3 separate regions of the Mus musculus genome follow, and all the other regions are linked to region 3. Evidence: chromatin contacts called from public Hi-C and Micro-C data. All regions are on one chromosome and are shown on one strand. The core of a region is the stretch at or near the end of the contact, and the rest is flanking DNA. Distances in the headings are between cores, read along the strand shown.

What was found. Hi-C and Micro-C count contacts between places; a contact is called where the count stands out from the background.
Region 1: a contact with region 3 is called in a Hi-C map of B cells, with 6 read pairs. The contact joins the promoter of Phldb3 here to the promoter of Relb in region 3. A contact is called at or near these places in 1 of 39 promoter capture datasets (cranial neural crest) and 1 of 484 Hi-C or Micro-C datasets (B cells).
Region 2: a contact with region 3 is called in a Micro-C map of embryonic stem cells. The contact joins the promoter of Smg9 here to the promoter of Relb in region 3. A contact is called at or near these places in 1 of 39 promoter capture datasets (second pharyngeal arch cranial neural crest) and 1 of 484 Hi-C or Micro-C datasets (embryonic stem cells).

What each region holds. Positions count from the first base shown.
Region 1 is chr7:24,609,924-24,614,893 of GRCm38.p6, reverse strand. It overlaps Phldb3 (pleckstrin homology like domain, family B, member 3), which reads right to left and starts at 3,566. Exons shown (of 15, transcript NM_001102613.1): 1 at 3,316-3,566; 2 at 2,215-2,397; 3 at 1,881-2,018. The coding sequence starts at 3,549.
Region 2 is chr7:24,396,683-24,400,919 of GRCm38.p6, reverse strand. It overlaps Smg9 (smg-9 homolog, nonsense mediated mRNA decay factor (C. elegans)), which reads right to left and starts at 1,292. Exons shown (of 14, transcript NM_028047.2): 1 at 1,029-1,292.
Region 3 is chr7:19,626,834-19,631,645 of GRCm38.p6, reverse strand. Relb (avian reticuloendotheliosis viral (v-rel) oncogene related B) reads left to right here and starts at 2,208. Exons shown (of 12, transcript NM_009046.2): 1 at 2,208-2,455; 2 at 3,676-3,723. The coding sequence starts at 2,404. Clptm1 (cleft lip and palate associated transmembrane protein 1) reads left to right here. Exons shown (of 14, transcript NM_019649.2): 14 at 1-66.

The DNA.
Region 1 (4,970 bases), core at 2,317-4,816, 5.0 Mb before region 3:
TGGCTACAAACTGAAGAGTCAGACCCTTGCCGAGCGTCGTCACGCAAGCTTGCAATTCCAGGGCTTGGGCGGTGAAGGCCAAGGGGCCAGGAGTTCAAAATCATCCTCAGACACAAGTCCAGCCTCAGTATGGGCTACAGACCCTGAACAGGGTGGAGGAGGACGAGGAGGGCTGAGATGGGAGGCAGCACCAGCTGCTTTTGCTATAGGATAACACATACATAATTCAGCTGGGCCTAGCGCTGCCTGAAATCCCAGGACTTGGGAAAGGAATGCAGGAAAAAAAAAAAAAAAAAAAACCAGGTGTTCAGGGTCATCCTCAGCTGCATACAGAGTTCAAGGCCAGCCAAGGCTATCTGAGATACTACCTCAAAAAACAAAACACTGGGCAGGTTAAGAGTGTGCACTGCTGCGCTTGCAAAGGAGCTGAGCTTGCTTCTAGCAGCCATGACAGGCAACAGACAACCTCCAGCCTCGGGGGTTCTGAATTCTCCTTCTTCGGGGATCAAAGACCACTCACATGAATGTTACAAATACACACACACACCAAATAAACAAATAAATAATAAATCTTTTTTTAAAGGCCTTAAGATGCCAGGCAGTGGTGGCACACGCCTTTAATCCCAGCACTTGGGAGGCAGAGGTAGGCGGATTTCTCTGTGTTCAAGGCCAATCTGGTCTACAAAGTGGAAAGCCAGAGCTACACAGAGAAACCCTGCCTCAAAAAACAAAACAAAACAAAACAAAAACAAAAACAAAAACAAAAAAAAAAACAAACCAAGAAAACAGAACAACAACAACAAAGTTCTTAAGAGGCAGAAGGGCTGGTGAGATGGCTCAGTGGGTAAGAGCACCCGACTGCTCTTCCAAAGGTCCAGAGTTCAAATCCCAGCAACCACATGGTGGCTCACAACCATCCACAACAAGATCCTCTTCTGGAGTGTCTGAGGACAGCTACAGTGTACTTACATATATTAATAAATAAATCTTTAAAAAAAAAAAAAGAGGCAGAAGCAGGTGAATCCAATGGTTTGAGTCTAGCCTGGTCTATATAGTAAGTTCCAGGCCAGCCAGGGCTACATAGTAAGACACCAGCTCGGAAACACAAAACAACCATAAAATATCACCCAGAAGACCTAGTTTCTTCAACAAGCAATAAGCAAACAGACAAGTAGGGGAGGCCCACTAGGTCCATTAGAGACAAAACAATTGAGATGACCAATTACAACAAGCCAGCCCTGTGCACACCTGTAACCCCAGCCCTCAAGAGGCTGAGACAAGAGAATCATGGGTTCTAGGCCAGTCAGGGCTACTTAGGGAAACCAAGTCTCAAATAAAACACACACACACAAGAAAGTTCTCATTTTTCTGTGGTACCTGCTAAAACATATACAGGTAATATGGCTTCTACAAGGAGCATTTAAAACTTGGAACAAGGTGAGGACGTGGCTCAGTGGCAGATCCTCTTGCCTTTGTCTAGAATCCCCCAGTGAGGGCCTGGGGGCGTGGCTCAGCCTTGCAGGGTTGATTTAGATTCTTAGTATCCAGGGATATGGAGACAGGGAAGAACTGGGTGAGATGAAAGGATAGTAAAGGAATCGCTACTAAAGCTGGGGAGCATAGGACACCAGCCCAACTGAGTATTCAGTTTTTACGGGTTTGAAATGTTTCCTACTACACCATTAAACTGTGAAATTATAGGGACAGCCAAGAAAGAGACCTCAGTAGCCAGGCATCCAAATCAGGCCTGGGAAAGAGGAGGAAAATGAGGAACAGGAACCCAATCTCTTTGAAGAACAAGGACAACTATTAGGTCCGACCAGAGGGTGTTCCAGCCCGGAAGAAAGGAACATGAGGATGGAGTCGCTGGTCACACCAACCTGCTCCCGCTGTTCTTGGCTGCTCGGCTGGGTCTCCACCCGCTGGCCCAGCAGCTCCCGCAGCTGCTCCTCCTCCCGGCGAGCGGCCACTCGTTCCCCGGCCAGCTCACCCCGGAGCAGGGCCACCTCCACCTCCATCTGCGAAAAAACAAGGCGAGAATTTGGGTGCAGCAGCCAGTGGAGGAAGGGGCTGGGAGATGGGAAGTCTGGAAAAGGCCTCGGGCCTTGAACACCTGCTGCTTATCAAAAAGGATCCTAAAGTTTAGAATGGACTCGGTGTCTTGGCTCGCAGGTTCCCTCACGGGTTGATTTCCCAAGATCTCCCCATCCTCACCTCGATCCTCAGTTCCTTCTTCTGGCGCTGTAACTCCTTCACCCGCTGCTCCATCAGAGCCACGCGAGTCAGTGCCTCCAGCTGCTGTCCTCGCAGCCGCCGCGCTGCCCCCCGCAGCTCTTCCCCAGAAGGGAGGCATGGGGAAGGTGTGGCTGGAATCTGCGCGGCAGGCGTAGCCTCGGGCTGAAATTAGAGAGGGTGTGATGAGAACAAGTCTCGCCCCCCTCAAGTCACCAAACAGGTCTGGTCCCACCCCAGTAGTGCCTCTGGGGGTCATGAGCTGCCAAGTTCAACTACTTCCTTTCGGGTCCGAATGGAAGACCGTGAAGCGGGGAAGCCGGCAGGTTCTGAACCCATCATACAAAGCCACTATGCTCTGAAGCTGAACTAGCAGAGCTTGCTTCCTTTTCTTTCCTTCCTTCCTTCCTTCCTTTCTTTTTTCTTTCTTCCTCATTTCTTCCCTCCTTTCCTTTTCTTCTTTTCCTTTTTCCTTTCTCCCTTCTCTCTCCTTTTCTTTTTTCTTCCTCCATTTCTTCCTCTATTCTTTCTTTTTTTTTCTTCCTTCCTTCCTTCCTTTCCTTCTTTCTTTTTTGTACCTGAATGCTAGTGGAAATCAGAAGATTCTTGCCTTACATCAATGAGGGTTCTGGGGATCGAACCCAGGTCGTCAGATTTGACAGCAAGTGTCTTTGTACACGATGAGCTCATCTGTCCCTGAGTCTCAACCTCTTGGGATCTCTTTCTCAGAGTCCCTGGATCGCTCTTCTTCCCCCCACCCCCACCCCCGTCCCTCTCTCTGACTTAGACTCTTCTATGTTGGCATTTCTTTTTGTTTCTCTTCTGGGTCTGTGTGTCTTCCCTGTGTCTCTCTTTTAGGTCTATGTCTCACTCCCTGTGTCTCTGTCGTATCTAGTTTCTATGTTTCTACCCGAGTCTCTCTGGCTTCAAATCCAACTTTGTCTAACAGGGTGTTTCTGCCTGTCTATGGGTACTCTCCTTGACTCTGGGTCTCTGTCTAGTCTCTCTCTTTATGTTCTTCTGTGTCGTCTTGGGTGTCTGTCTGTCCGTCTGGACAGCCCCCCCGGGGGGATGATCCCTCACCTCTTCGCGGCAGCTCTCGGTGCTGCTACCTTCTTCCACTTCTTCCTCTTCCTCGGCCTGCCGCCCAGCTCCGGGGCAACTTGGAAGCTCCGCTGGGACTTCGGGCTCCTTGTGCTCTTTGGGATCCTCGGGGTGCCCCTGAGGCTGCACAGCCCCTTGAGGCTGGACCTCGACGGCGCATTCCGAAACCTTTGGAGACGAGGAGCCCTCCTCTAGGGTGCTGGGTGTCCCCATGGCCGCTTCGGATTCCTGTGGTGTGGGCGTGGTCAGTTTCAGAGGCGTGGTCTGATGTTTGTGGGCGTGGTCTAGAGCGCGTTGAGCTTGCCCAGAGGGCGGAACCTAAAGGTTCAGAGACCAGCTCTGAACATTCCGCGGGCGTAGATTTCCTGGGGACCCGCTCGCGACTGGGGAGAGGCTGTCGGCTCCGAAGGTGACACACACACCTAGAGGTGGGAAGAGAATTTGAGTCCGGGGTCCTAACGCTCCCCGTGCTGGGGCGTCGCACGCTGAGCCTTCCCTTTGCTCCATGTGTCATCCCTGAGCCCCTTCTGCAGCCCTCTCCAGTTTCCCGGATTGCCTCCAAGAGATTCCATCTCCTCTACCCTCTCGGGACTAGCCCGGCTCTCCTCCTTGGAGCTCCACAGTTGGGTCCCGAACCACCTGTAAGGAATCAGCGTCCGAGGCTCCTCACCCCAAGATCCAGAACTCGGGGCTGGCAATGTCTACCTCTCCGGATATGCCTGGGGCCCCAACGCCTCCGTTCCTTCCCGGGAGGAGGTCCTCGTAGGTCGTCAACCTTCTTTCTGGCTCTGCACTGGGCACTGCCGCTCCTGCGGCTAAACAGGTGGCTGGAAGGAGGGAGGAGAGAGAGGCCGCCCCGTCCCCCTCCCCAGCAGCCCGGAAGTGGAGGGGGGGACAACAGGTCCGACAGCTCTCCTGGGAGGAGGGAGCCAGCAGCCTGCCCCGCCCGCAGCCCAGGCACCCAGCCATCCCGGCCCCTCCAGCCCCACCCAGAGAGAGCCCAGCGCCCAGACCTCCCACTCAGCCTCCGGTGCCCCTGGAGGGCCGGGCTTCTTAGCCACCTGCATACAGCAGCCTCCCTAAGGCCGAAGCCTAGGAAATCCTCAAAGGAAGATAGGAATGAAGATGGGGGCCTCTCCCCTCTAATAAGCCCTTTGGAAGGGCCCTGACCGGTTTAGGGAGCCGGACAAGGGGAGGGGGTATCCCGGGCTGAGTCAGCGATCTGCCCAGAGACAGAGTGTGCCCCACGCGCACACAGTTTACTATGGGGTGGGGCACAGAGGTTAAAGGTCACAGCCAGACCCTTTCCTCTCTGGGCAGAAACAGGAAAATATCTGGTATGCAAAACCCGACTGTTAGACATCAAGAGCTGTGCAAAACATTTGACACACCTCAGTGTCATACCACACCACAGCCCATAGAAAAAAAGAGATCGACCGTCTCCATTGTACAGTTGTGGGGACCGAGGCTGAAGGAAACAAATACACCTAGGATCTACAAGCATTCTAAATGACTTTTTTAAAATTATTATTACTTGTGTATGTGAAAGATAGTGCAGGTATGTAAGTGGCACCCAACATGTAAAGAGCTCATAGGACATCTTTGGGAAGTGGTGCCTTCCAACGTGGGATTCA
Region 2 (4,237 bases), core at 43-2,542, 4.8 Mb before region 3:
TGCAAGAATTTCCAGGAGACCCCCAATTCTTAACTGTTCTAATGCCTTTTCTCTTGAGGCATGGTGCATTCCACAACTTAATACTGTTTCCTCCTCCTCCTCACCTCTCCCTCTCAAACAGGGTCCTGCTCTGCAGTTCAGGCTGGTCTCAAACTCATGGCGACCCTCCTGTTTCTGGCTCCACACTACTGGAATTACATGTGTGAGCCGCCTTGTCCAGTTCTATTCACGTATTTTTCTAAGTGCTTCCTAGTCTACTTGCAGTCTTTTTTTTTTTTTTTTTAAGATTTATTATAATATATAAGTACACTGTAGCTGTCTTCAGACACACCAGAAGAGGGCATCTGATCTCATTACGGATGGTTGTGAGCCACCATGTGGTTGCTGGGATTTGAACTCATGATCTCTGGAAGAGCAGTCAGTGCTCTTAACCGCTGAACCATCTCTCTAGCCCCCCTTTTTAAAAATATTATTTATGTATTTATTTATATGAGTACACTGTAGCTGTCTTCAGATACACACCAGTAGAATGTGCATCAGATCCCATTACAGGTGGTTGTGATCCACCATGTGGTGGCTGAGAATTGAACTCAGGACCTATGGGAGAGCAGTCAGTGCTCTTAACCTCTGAGCCATCTCTCCAGCCCCTACTTGCAGTCTTATATGGAGCCTCCTTCCAATACTCAGGCATGAAGAACCTCAAAATCCAATTTCCATGGAAGGTGGCCCTAGGTGTATGTCGGCTTCTTTGGGACTGTGTCCAGAAATTTCCTCCCGATACTGTTAGAAGGCTCGTACCAGCACTACAGGGACACTTTACAGTGGCTATAGTTTCTATTAATTTATTTGTACCTCCAGCTAACGGCGCCGCAATTCCGAGACCTTCACGTTCCTACTCCCATTGGCCAGCCGCCCAGCGACCTTTTAACGGCAGGGCGGGGGCGGGGCTTGAATACGCCCCACCCCCAACCCCGCCCCGTCGGCGCGCCTGCCTCTCCCAGGCTCGGGGCGTCCCCCCTTCCCCTTACCTAGGGCAGCTGCTGATTAGTTCCTGGGTCGCAGCGCGCGCTCTGAGTGACGGGAGTGCAGCGTGGGCGGGGAAGGTCCTCCACAGCCACCTGCCGTGTAAATGGTGCCGGAAGGTCACAAGCCAGAGAATGAGAGAGGCCGAGAAAACGGGTGCCGGCTATTCCGGAACAGGCCTTGGCGTCCCGGAAGCTCCCAGAGGAGGAAGAAGAGGAAGCCACAGTACGCAGCCCAACGAGTCACGGCCTGCGCTGCTAGCTCGGCGCATGCGCCGCGGGCTGGGCGCGCAAGCGAACCCAACGTGCGCGTTAGACTGAGCATGCGTGAATGGAGGTGGCTGGCTTCAGCACGCATGCGGATTACGGAGGGGCGAGGGAGTATGTTGCTGCTGAGAAGGCGCGTGCGCATTGTTTCTCTGGGCGGGCCTGCTGTTTGGCTGGGTGGGCAGCTCTGGAGATTTCGAGTTCGAATCCCGGGTCTTCTGTAGTGTTGTCAGACCGATCGGGGTAGGGTACGGCGGAAGGGAGGAATTAACGTCCTTATCTGAGCAAGCACAAGACTGATTCAGCTGGCTGCAAGAAGCGATCTTGAAGGACTTTAAGGAAGAGCCCAGCTCCTCCAAGACAGAACATCTGTAGAGAAAGGTCTAGGCTTGGACCTGTGGCACGAGGTGGGCGGCAGAAGTGGGCGGATCGCAGGGCTACAGAAGGGGCAAACATTCAAAGGACTAGGGGCACAGCCTGAAGCAGCTGGAAGGCCACTGGGCAGAGGGTGCAGTCACCCAATGGAAAGACAGCTGAGAGGCAGAAGTTCCACCTCCCCTATTGCTTTTCCTTTCTTAAAGAAAAAAAACCGTGAGTCCATCAGCCTGACCTCAAACTTACCCTCCTGTGTCTGCCTCTTCAGCATAACCTACCTGTGTGTGCCGCCACAATCAGCTCTCTTGGTTATTTGTTTGTTTGTTTGTTTGTTTGTTTGTTTGTTTTGAGACAGGGTTTCTCTGTATAGCCCTGGCTGTCCTGGAACTCACTCTGTAGACCAGGCTGGTCTCAAACTCAGAAATCCGCCTGCCTCTGCCTCCCAAGTGCTGGGATTAAAGGCAGCTCTCTTGTTTTGAGGTGGGGTCTTACTGTGTAGACCAGGCTGGTCTAGAACTCAAAGAAACCCACCTGCCTTGGCCTCAGGACTGCTGGGCTCTCCCCACCCCCTCGGCTTTTCGTTATTCTCTCCCATTCTCTTCTGTACTGAGAAAAGAGAGAGGGCCTTGCTATGTAGGATGTGCTCTACCACTGATCTGCATTTCAAGACACAAGCACACATGCGTGCTTGTCCCCAGAGCTGATCTCCATGTCAGCCTAACTCAAACAGCATCGCCTCCCTCCATGCCCCCGCCAAGCTCTTCTCTGTTCTCCTATGGGCACCTAGCTGCCAAGACTTAAAGTTTGCCTTCCCTTCGGCTTTTCTTTCAAATTTGAAAAAAAAAAAAATGTTCCTTGGAGTGCTGATAGAGGCACACTCCACGGGATTAAACCTAGAGCCCCATGCATGTTATGCATGCTAGGTAAGCACACTGCTGCCTGGGCCACATGGCCAGCTTATAAAGGATGGATATATATATAGTGAGTACACTGTAGCTGTCATCAGACACACCAGAAGAGGGCATCAGATCCCATTACAGATGGTTGTGAGCCACCATGTGGTTGCTGGGAATCGAACTCAGGACCTCTGGAAGAGCAGCCAGTGCTCTTAACCGCTGAGCCTTCTCTCCAGCCCGTGAAGAATTTTTTTATTGTTGAAGCCTGGAGACAGAAAGCACGAGTTTTTCATATTCAAGGTAACCATCAGGGCAGTGATTGGTTGGAGGGCTGTTTATGAAGAGTGCTCAATGCCACCAGATTCACTGAGTTATAAGCGGGATGTGTGCCCTCTAGGATGTGTGCGCACACATGCAGCAATGCACATTTGGATGCCAGAGGAGTCAGCAAGAATCAGCACTGTCCTTCTATCCCATGGGTCCCAAGCGCCTTTACCCAGCAGGCCACCTCACTGGGCCTTTAGTTAAGGTTTCAGCATTCATACATTTGAGGTAGGGTATTGGGGACTGAATTTAAGTAGGCTTGTTAAGCTCCCTACCACAGAGCCTTAGCCCAGCCCTCCGCTTACATGTTTTAAAGATTTCATTTTCTTTTATATGTATGAGTGCTTTGTAAGTATGATTGAGCACCACGTGCCTGCCTGGTGGCTGCCAAGGCCAGAAGAGAGTGTTGGATCCCCTGGAACTAGAGCAACAGAAGGTTGAGAGCTGCCATGTGGGTGCTGGGAATTGAACCCCTGTCCTCTGTAAGAGCAGCCAGTGCTGTTGACTACTGAACCATCTCTATTTTATTTTATTTTATTTTATTTTATTTTATTTTATTTTATTTGTGAGACTGAGTCTCAGTAAATTCCCCTTGAACTTCCTCCATAAGAGGCCTCTTCTGTCCTCCCGAGGCACAGCATGCATGTTATATATATATATATATATATATATATATATACACACATATATATAGTATATATACTATATATACATATAATATATATTTATATATATACACAAAGCATACATGTTAAATATATACATCATCATGTATACATCACACACACACATACATATATAGAGAGACACTAATATCGACCTCTGGCCTCCTCATGCACATACGGGTGAGTGCACTCATCTGCATACATGCCGCAAAGTGGGCAGAGGAGGGATTTGGCATTGTCCTTGGGCCACCGGCACCAGGCTCTGCTTCCCTGTAACTTCTATCTCTCGATAAAGCCTCCTCCCTCACTTAACAGATGCAGAAAGATGATAAGAAGACAGGAGATGCGCCTGAAGGCCCCATGCTTAGGGAGCAGCAGAGCCTGGCCCGAAAGGCAGGCTTGGCTCACTGCATGCCCTTCTCGCAGTTCTCCGTGAGGGTCAGCAGTCACCCTCCCCAGAAACCAGCTGAACTGAACTTAGCAGTTAGCAGCTCAGGCTCTTAACAGTTTTCTGCTGCTGTACGCATACGCACTCTGAATATTCCTTCTTATAAACATTCCTGTGTATACTTGATGACATGTGCTTGAGAGGATTATCTTTTTAATTAAACTATTTTGTGTGTTTATGTGTTTTGCCTGCTTGTGTGTAAATGCACCATGAGTGTGCCTGGTTCCTGTGGAGGGCAGG
Region 3 (4,812 bases), core at 959-3,458:
GTCTGAGGCCAGCCTGGGCTATTTAACACCTTGTTTGAAAGAATAAAAAATGGAAAACACCATGGATGCACCATGTACTGTCCCCAACTTTGAGAACAGTGTCCAGCATTGTTGCTGTGTGTGTGTGTGTGTGTGTGTGTGTGTGTTCACAACAGCTCTTTGAAGTTTGTGATATTCTGTACCTCCAGATGAGAAACTCAGTTGTTTTTTTTTTTCCCAGCTGGCCATGGGATCACACACATTTAATCATGGTACTCAGGAGTCAGAGGCCAGCCTGGTGTATGTACCCTAACAAGTATTTAGTAGTTTGAATAGTGCAGGTGCATGGAAGACCTGTGTCAAGAGTCAACTAGACTACCTCCTTAAGTCTTTAAAGCCATCCTGTTAAGAAACTCAAGTCCAGAGTGGTGAAATCAGTTGCCTGGAATTGCATAATTGTCCAGGAAACCTAGTATTTGAACACAGGATATTTGATTCAGGACCTTCCAATTACAACTCTCTTGAGAGAGATTGCTTGTCTTTTCATTCAGGGTCTTGCTATAAGTAGTCCAGACTGGCCTAGAACTCGTGGTGATTTCCTGCCTCAGACTTTCAAGTGTTTTAAGTTACTCGTGTGAGCTGTCATACCTGGCTCTCAGTTTTGCTTTTGAATTCACAGTCGTGTCTCAGATCCAGGCAATCAACACAGGTCCTCCAACATGCTAGGCAGGTGCTCTACCACTAAGCCACACCACCAGCCCAATTTTCCCCCTCTTCTCCCCCTTCTTTTTTGTTTTATTTTGTTGGTTTGCGTTGAGACAAGGGCCTGCTATGCAGTGGAACTCACTACTTGTCAGTGGATCTCCTGCCTCTGTCTGTCCAGAATGGGCATATTGTGGCTACAATATCTTTCTGTGTGCTGCTGAGAACACAGCCTAGAATCTCATACATGCTAGACAAGCATTCTATCACAAGCCACATCCTCAGCACTACAGTTGGAAAACCTCAAGGAAAGCAGTGATTGGTGTGTGTGTGTGTGTGACTGGCAAGCTTATTCTATGGGAGATGTCCACTCCTGGGCTTGCTTATGACACTGGAACATTTCCCTCTGGTACAAAGTGAAAAAGAATATGATTCAGTGTGAAAGTTACATGATATTCCCATTTCTATATTTATCAAATTATGTTCTAATAGAACATAGCCACATCCCTGTTTCTGGTCCTTGGCTGTTTATGTAAGATGGCACATTTGAAAATTAAGACCATTTGGTTCTCAAAGCCTGAGCCTAATGTCTTTCATTGCAAGAAAAGGTTTGCTCTAAGCTGGACGTGATGGTAGGTGCCTGGGATCCCCAGGACTCAGGCTGAAGCAGATGGATTATCATGAATTCAATGTCAACCAGAGCTACATAGCAAAACCAAAACAATGCTCTTTGCTTTGGTGTGCAACAGTAGATACCGGTGCCACATCATTCACTGCTGCAGTTTTCTGCCTCTGGAGCAAGAAGTGGGCCTGGTTTTAGTAATGCTGTACCCTAGTTTTCATTACAGGCTGCAGCATATGGCAAGTGCTTAATTATGCGTAGGTTGCTTGAATCATTGATCACACATGCTATGATAGAAGGGGAATGGAACATACAAGTTTCTATAGGTTTCTATAGGTTATAGGTGCCATATATCACCAACGGGCTGGGACTGTAGCTCAGTATTCATGAAGCCCTGGGTTCAACACTCAGTGCTGCATAGACTAGGTGGTGGTTCATGCCTGTCGTCCCAGCACTGTGGAGGGACGAATCTGAAGGATCCATGGGGGCAAAAGGATCTGCAGTTCAAGGTCATCGGTCTGGGCAAGATGAGACCCTATGTAAATTTTACTTCAAACAAATTATCAATGGCTGCTAACTTCCCACTCCTGGCTTCATTTGCCAGCCTGAAAGATAGCAGGTTCAAGCCCTCGTAGGGGAAATGGAATGCCCATTTCTCAGCTTGTTCTGTGGGTAGGGCGCAAGTGGACCCGGACGGACCTCAGTGGTCTTGGCCAAGGCAATGGGCAGCGACTCGCACCCGGACCCTGCGAAGTGCCAAGCCTTCGCTTCCCGGCCGACCCCGCCCCCGCAGTCACGTGAGCAGCGGGGGTTTTCCCATTCCCTTTGACGTGACGTCACGGAGGGGTACGAGCCAATGGGTGCGCAGGCCGGCGGCGCCGGGGAATTCCGCCGCCCCGCCCCCGCCCGCCGCCCGCTCGGCCCGGCGCCCCCCGCAGCCCCGGGCGCCGTGCGTCCAGCCCGGCCTTCGGCCCTAGCCTTGCACCGCTTGCCCGGCCGGTGATCGTCCCAGCCGACCGGGCTGTCCGACTGCCCGGCTTGCCCTCGTGTGCGCTCGCCCTGAGCTGGCCTTCGGGCTGTCGGTCCCTACGGGCCGGGCCATGCCGAGTCGCCGCGCTGCCAGAGAGTCCGCGCCCGAGCTAGGGGCCTTGGGTAAGCAGAGTGGAACCTCTGGGGCGGGGCTCGGGCTCGGGGAGTTCGGGGCGCTCGGAGTCATCTGCGGGTTTCCGCAGGATTCGCGCTTCGGTGCGGAGAGTACAAGGGTGGCGGGGACACTGCGCGAGGGATAAGGCAGAAGGTAGAGGATGGTGAAGGGTCTTGCCGGGGAGATACAGGCTAGGCGTCCCGCTAAGGAGTGAGAAGGGGGCGGGGCCTGAGCCTGAGGCAAAGAAGGGGGCGGGCCGGGCGGCGGTCGAGAGGAGGGGCGGGGCATAACTCTGAAGGGGAGGAGCCATACACACAGGGGCGGGGCAAACTCAGAGGAGGCTTCTGGTTTACAGAGTGGGTGAGGCTGCTCTTAGGAGTAAGGGGCGGAGCCTAATTCGAGGAAGTGGCTTTATTCTCTCCAAACAAGGGGGACCCTTCTCCCGCAAGGCTTAGGCCTTTAGAGGCAAAGAAAGAGGCGGGGCCCAGCTTCAAGATTTAAGGAGGAGCGGTGCCTGACCTCGAGGAGGAGGATCCAGGACTGTGCTTGACAGGAAATAGGGGCGGGGTCAGGCTCCAAGAGCAAGAAGAGGTGTGTGGCTCAGTGAGTGGGCGGGACTTACCCTTGGGTTGGGGTGGGGGAAAGTGGGGCGTAGTGGCAGGTCTAGGGAAAGGGCAGGGCCTGTTTAGAAAACGAAGGGCGGGGCCTGACGATGGGATTGAAAAGGGGCGGGGCCTGCAGCGAGATGGGGGAGAGGAAAGTTCTCCAGTGACGAAGTATTGGGGCTCGGATTTCGCCCTGAGGGAAGAACGGAGACGGGGGTTTTCCTGAGGCATCAGGAGTCCTCCAAGTCCCACCTTAATGGGGAAAGTAGCGGATATTGAGTGATGATTGGCGGAGTCAAAGGCAGAAACGAAAAGCCAGAACTTTTTTCAAGAGTTAGAGAAGAGCCGGTTGTGGTGGCGCACTTGGGAGGCAGAGGCAGGCGGATTTCTGAGTTCGAGGCCAGCCTGGTCTACAAAGTGAGTTCCAGGACAGCTCAGGGCTATACAGAAAAACACTGTCTCGAAAAACCAAGAAAAAAAAAAAGGAGTTAGAGAAGGCTGGCCTGCACCTGAGCTCGGTAAGGAGGAGGGACTTTATTCAAGGGACCAAGCCAGAGAGAGGAGCAGGCTCATCAGAGTCTCTGGTCCTGCATTGTTTGTTAATCCAGGTCTCCATCTCACAGGTTCCAGTGACCTCTCTTCCCTGTCACTAACGGTCTCCAGGACCACAGGTGAGCAACCCCCACAGCCCCTGCCCACCTGCTTGTAGGAAATGGGATTGGAGGAGCCCCCGTGGAGAGGGAATGAGTGTACCCACTTTGCAAGCTTTGTCTGTTGGTACTCTGTCTGTACTCCACCCCCACATTTCTCTGGCAATAGCCAGGTAGTCCTGGCTCACTATAAAAGGGGCTGATGCATCCCCTCCATCTTGCTCCCTTGCTCCCCTCTCTCCCCATTCCCTTTCCCCTTCTCTCCACGTGGTCATGGCTGGCCTCTACTTCTCTACTTCTCTCTGCCTTTCTCTGCTTCTACTACTCTCTTTTTTGTTTGTTTTGTTTTTCGAGACAGGGTTTCTCTGTGTAGCCCTGGCTGTCCTGGAACTCACTTTGTAGACCAGGCTGGCCTCAAACTCAGAAATCCGCCTGCCTCTGTCTCCCAAGTGCTGGGGTTAAAGGCGAGCGCCACCACGCCCGGCTTCTACTACTCTCTTAACTCCCCTCCCCATGCCCTAAATAAACTCTGTTCTATACTATACCGACCTTCAACCTTCGAGTGGCTGGTCCCTCAGGGAAGGGATGCCTTGGCATGGGCCCACGGAGGCACCCCCTTCCCCCATACCTCACCACACACCTTAAAACATATATTAGTACCCCTTTTTCATTTTATAATCACAGCGTTGTCTCTCCCTGTTTTATTCCTTACGTGCCCATATTGTCAAGACTGTTAGAAGCTTGTATAGTTCTATTTGCTGACCCCCTAAGTAAAGGCTCTTTTAGATGTTCTCCATCATCCATTATTTTGGGCCTTGGAACTGAATTTCAGACATGATGTTACCACCCCCTCACGTGATTTCCCTAAAACTACCTCAGTTTTATTCATCTGTTTCATACCCATTTGTTCCTTTTTGGAGATAGAGAAAGTTAAATGAGTTGATGCTTACAAATTCATAGCCTTCCAGTTCATAGTAGCTGTTAGTGGCATAGTCATGATAATAAGAGTAATAATAGCAGTTAGTTAGACTATCATAGTTCTCAGACCATGTCCATTTAAATTATCTAGACCCTTGGTGAAGCAGGGAGAGGGAGCAGGCAGTGATGGTC